Linked DNA regions of Mus musculus: region 2 is linked to region 1. Evidence: chromatin contacts called from public Micro-C data. All regions are on one chromosome and are shown on one strand. The core of a region is the stretch at or near the end of the contact, and the rest is flanking DNA. Distances in the headings are between cores, read along the strand shown. Region 1 overlaps Kitl (kit ligand). Region 2 has its middle 9.0 kb from the start of Gm35533.

Region 1 (2,700 bases), core at 149-2,648:
GTGTGGCGGTTTATGCTGCAGTGCCAGTACTTAGGGATGGGAGGCAGGAGAATTGCGGCAAGTTCAAGGCTAGTTGGGCCAGCATAGCAAAACCTGCTCTCAAAACAAAGAACACACAAATGAAATGCAGACAAACAAGTTAGCAGTTCTAAAATAAATAAATTAATTAAATAAATAAAGCAAACCACCATGCTTTTCAAACTGTGGAGAACTTTTAGCACGAAGGGCAAAGTTCAACTCTTGCCTCAGTTTGCAAACCGACCTCTAGCACGGACTTTTAGGGAGAGGAGCAGAGAAGAAGGAGAAGTGAGAGATGAAACCTTTCTGCAGGAAGGTCAGCGCCGCCGCAGACTTGGCACTCGGACTCTCGAGCAGCTGAAGCCTGTCGTCTTAATTTCATTTAGCTGGATGCTCTGCTCGCAAGCCCCCTCTCTCCGTTTCCTGAGGAAGTGGATCCCATCCCCATTTCCCTGCCATCTGGTGAGAGAGGCTCTTTGCTCCCCAAACAACCCCATGTTTACATTTCATCCTCCGTCCTCTTTTGAATCCTCAGCAAAGCAGCCGCTTTGAAAAGGAGCCCAAAGGATTATCCTGAGATGGCTTGCCCTCTTTCCTGTTCCTAAGAGAACCTTTCTTTCTTTTCCCAGCATGACTTAGTGTGGGGACTTGAGGTCTTGAAGTACAGCTTTCTGACTACTTGTCTGATTGCTAAACTTCGAAAAGTGGTAATCTTCCCGAAGGCTTGATGGAAGGTTGCATTTCAGAACATCAGATTAGTTTAGGACATTAGTGCACAGCCTTGGCGAATGTTTAATAATGCCAGTGATCGTACATAGCTTTAACCCCACCTCTGTGGCAGCAGAGACTGGTGGATCTCTGTGAGTTCCAGACTGACCACAGATACACAATGAGACCCTGAGTTACAAAATGAGACCTGTTTCCCCAAACACACAAGACAATGCTCCTGTCTGCAAGGATAACAGAGTATTATTAATAGTGTCAGGGACTGGTGCTTGCCCATGGGATGGGTGTCAAGTTGAGCTGGTCATTGGTTGTAATAGTAACAGTTACCAGATGCACTGATACATTATAAAAAGTAATATCTATTTCTCTTTATGTTGGGCACATGTGACTTTAGAATCTCATTATACAAAATACTAGGTATAATTGCCCAGATCTCATGGTGAAAAAAATTGAAGAGGAAAGCTTAAAAAGTGAGCTTGTGTCACTTACTCAGCCTTGATAGCATGAAAATGCAATAAGGGAGCCTTTTTTTCTTCTCCCTTTTTTTCTTTTCTTTTTCTTCTTGGTGGCAGAATGGATGAGCTATCAGCATGAGTTATTTGGCCTGCCACTTTCTGTTTCTTGTAAGGAGTCACACGAGGGGATGCGTCAGCACTCTGCCACGTGACCTTGAAGGAAGAGTAGCTAGTTTTGTTCTTTGAGTCATAGTGAAAACTGGACAGGCTTAGAGAACTGCCATTCTATGAGAACTTTTTGTCTTCTGGAGGGATGGCAGGTAGGTTAGAGACATTCAAAACTTTGGGAAGGGATGTGATTAGCATTTAAAAGTTTAACCTATATGTCATCCCTTCCAAACGTGTCTATCCCTGGGTGAAATCTTATTTCCGGTCTATGGTTCCTGTGTGGAGTCATCATGAATAATCTTTTTATGAAGCACTACTTTAGGTATTTGGATCGATTGCAGCTCATTTGCATTATAGGGAGAAAGTTCTTGTTGCATGGAATTGTAGACTCCTTAGAGACTTGCATTGCAAGACACTGTAGTGGCTTTATTTAGCATCACTGTGCCGAAACAGCACAAGAAAGTTCTTTACTAGGTTACCTTTGCCTCCTTCAGAAGGGGAACGCAGGATCTTACCCCCAGAACTTGATCACTATGTTTTCGCACCATCTACTAGGAGACTAGGGTTCCAATGACTACTTATTCATACAAACTTACTTAGCAGTTTTGACACTGTCCTGAAAGCCAGAGCTACAATAGTAAGCAAAACACTTAAAATTTCTCTTGTCTCCACGGAGCCTGCTGTCCCCTCTTGGTTTTATGTACTGATTTTCCGTTTGCCTGGACCAAGGTAGAATAGGCAGAGTTGGAAACTTCAGATGCCTGTTTGTAGTAATCTCTCACTGGCCAGTTTCCACCTTCCAAAGTTATAGAGCCTTCCTAAATAGTGCCCACCATCTGGGGACAAGTATTCAAAAGTAATTAAATCAATACAAATTTGAACCTGTGTTATATGCATCATAGTTAATCATATTAAAGAACCAAGCATTGGAAGTTTTCCCTGAGAAAGTAGTTTTGATAAATGAGAAAAATTTGCTCCTCACAGCAAGCAGAAGGGACCTGAGGAATAAGTAGATTTTATATGATCTATAATAAATTAAATAAATCCAGGAGGAGGATTCCTTGCTACCTGCCCCAGTGTTCTGGGTTTCCAAATGAGAGACATTAAGTATATGTATTTTGATATGCCTTTATCAGCTCAAAGGCTGGGCCACTTCCTAACCTTCACATGGCTAATCCACCTCCCTCTGATAACTCCAAGTTAATATTTATTAAAACTCGCCTACCCCCCTCCCCATCATCCCCAGGTCCTACATGGTGGCTATGTCCTCTGTTTCACATCTTTTCAAGTGCGGGATCTCCACTTCTCCTGGCATGGTGAATCTCTTTCTTCT
Region 2 (2,700 bases), core at 48-2,547, 120 kb after region 1:
TTGCAAGTGGAATTTACTGTGAGGTTGTGTCTCTTGATAATATCTAAAGGGACCTTTTCTTAGCAAGTGGTCCATGTGAGGAGAGGGGAGTTCAACCTCCTGTGGGTAGGACCCTTGAGCTGATGGTTCTGGATGCTGCAAGAAAGCAGGGTGAGCAAGACTTGGCTTCTGTATCAGCTTCTGCCTCCAGACTCCTGCTTTTCTTGAGTTTCTGTCCTGACTTCCCTGACTGAGGGACTACAACTACAAATAGAAATAAATCCTTTCCTCCATAAGGTACATTTTTTGTCATTCTGCTTTATCACAGTAATCGAAATGAGTCACAACCCTAGGTAGAACTCCTTAGACAAAGAATGACTTACAATTAAAATACTTAAGTATTTCATTCTTCCTCAAAGATTTGCTTTGGATTTGATCTTTCTTTTAAAGATAGATACACTATTTTGTATTATGTATGTGTGAAGAATGGAAGTTTTATAGCAAAGCATCTTTTTAGTTTAATATGTATATACTCATGCTTTCTTGTAATTCTGTTTATTCTAAAACACAAGATAAGATGGGCCAATCACTACATAAAAACTTATCAGTCGCATGATAAAATGATTCATCCGCTTACCAGCATAGAAAAACTTCACAGACCTTTCCTTTATTTTCAGATGCTTTGTGATATAAAGGCTGGAAGCTCAGAAGAACTGTTTATTCATTAACCTGTGATTCAGTTGAACTATTTTCTGAAAAATCCCTCTGATAAATTACAATGGAGACATACTATTGTTAGACTCGGAACACAGGATAAAATAAATATAAATCCCTCCCTGTCCCCATTCCTCAAAGAGCTTGGTTTCCAGGGACGAGGCATTGCTCATCTAAAAGCAAACAATGGTAAATAAAAATGGAAAATCAAATGGTTGTGAACAATAACCCTTTGTTCAATATAGCAAACATATAACAGAGCACACTGGGGATTACTCATTTAGTAATCACAATATTAATAAAAGCAAAATCACTGAAGATGGAAATTCAGCTTCGTACAGGCACATGATTAATGGAGGACTGTGAACACTTTTAACTCCTGTTTTAAAATAAGTTTGCACCGAACAACTTCCATCAGTAAACTACTAGCAAATGTACATTTAGTTGTTTATTAATTCACTTGAAGATGGCCTGTTCGTTGTGTGGATGTGCATGGAAATCCACCTGCACACACTTGTACACTCATGCCTATGCATGTCTGCGGTGTATGCAGCATGTGTAATGTATGGACGGCAGAGAAATCTTGGGATTCTGTTCTCTTCTGCCACCTTGTGGGAACCAGAGATTGAACTCAAAGTTGTCAGGCACCTTTACCTACTGGGCCTTCGCTCTTCCCTAAAGTGCTCAGATCTTAAAGTGTGCAGATGACTAATGATTTCAGCATAGTTGGTTATGATACCACCACAAAACAAAAACTATAATTTTGTATAAGTAAGAATAATGCATTTATGTCTTTTTGTTCTAAAAAAAAATTGTTTTTCAAATGCTGTATGCCTAAGTGAAGGGAGAGAGACCCCATTAGTTAAATTCATTGACCTACAATCCAACCACTGGTAACATGCACTTCCCAGGGGCTAAGAGTATCTAGAAGCAATCAAGAACACATCATTGAAGGTTTATTGTGTAGAGAATGTTTCTAAGTATTTACACAAATGCACAGAGGAAAACAATGACCCTGAGCAGCTCTTCCGCATGGGATGAGCAGAGTCTGAACAAGGCACTTTCTCCTTTGAATAAGATGTTAGGCATTTGCGGGGATGAGTCATACCAAATGCTGTTCGGTTTAGTTATAATTTTTGATACAAGATTAGTCATTATAGCACAGGATAACTTGGAACTTAGCAATTTCCCTGCTTGTTTTCCTAAATACTAGAATTATAGGTATGAGTCAATGTGTAGATTGTATTTTCCTAACATATTGTTTCCAAGCCTCTATCCTAGACCTCATTTTCAGTAGAAATGCAATCATAATTTGTTAAGTGACTGTAAGTCCATTAGGTATTGAAGCAAAAAGTCAATTCAAATACTAAACTTCAGTGGCTTCTGGGAAGTGAATAGCTAGAAAGTCCTGGAGAGAGTGGATATAAAACGTGATTTAAGAAATATAGTGATGAAGGCGTTGTTCATTTTAACAGTTTTGAATGCACATGCACACACAGGTGTGGGTACATGTGCACACACGTGAGTGGGGGGAGGAGACACAGACACAAACAAAGACGCAGAGAGGAAAGGGAGACGGATAAACAGGCAAAGAGCGAGACAGAGAATTAAATACTTTAAGCAACTTAAAATAAAATTTAAAAAGTATGCAAAACCTTTGCTTCAATTCCCAGACCACAAAAATCAAAATGGATCATGCAAAATCCCAGAAGCAAGTATTATCTCATTATAATAAAAGTCAACGTTAAATTTATGATATTCAAATCATATTGAAACAAGAGACCTGAAATGTAGGACTCTTGAGAAGTTTGCTACAAAGCAAACCATAAAATAATGCCAGCAAGGTAGAATCCTGTGAAGTCAAACCTCTTCACCACCCTGCTGTGGTCATGCCTTCTGCCACCTAACTAGACTGAAATGCTCACTATACACTATAACCAAAAGATTCCATCATAGTATCGGAAGGAAGACATGGGTGAGCACAGGAAGGAGATCGGTGTCTCTTAC

Evidence for each region. A called contact is a pair of places that touch in the nucleus more often than the background predicts.
Region 2: a Micro-C map of granulosa cells shows a contact between it and region 1, with 2.2 times the contacts expected there. The contact joins two enhancer-like sites. A contact is called at or near these places in 20 of 484 Hi-C or Micro-C datasets (the C2C12 cell line, brown adipocytes, embryonic fibroblasts and 10 more), 7 of 115 datasets of contacts at active chromatin or transcription factors (bone marrow-derived macrophages, cardiomyocytes, embryonic forebrain and 3 more) and 1 of 9 other capture datasets (embryonic stem cells).

The regions. Positions count from the first base shown.
Region 1 is chr10:100,031,368-100,034,067 of GRCm38.p6, forward strand. The region is part of intron 1 of Kitl (kit ligand); the gene reads left to right. Among named protein-coding and RNA genes, the nearest start is that of Kitl, 17 kb to the left of the region's middle. Within about 2 kb of position 1,399, at least 47 of the 459 cell types and tissues checked have an H3K27ac peak or open chromatin away from gene starts, as enhancers often do. A contact at or near this core is called in granulosa cells and pancreatic cancer cells, where this site is marked.
Region 2 is chr10:100,151,749-100,154,448 of GRCm38.p6, forward strand. No RefSeq gene overlaps it. Among named protein-coding and RNA genes, the nearest start is that of Gm35533, 9.0 kb to the left of the region's middle. Within about 2 kb of position 1,298, at least 16 of the 459 cell types and tissues checked have an H3K27ac peak or open chromatin away from gene starts, as enhancers often do. A contact at or near this core is called in granulosa cells and pancreatic cancer cells, where this site is marked.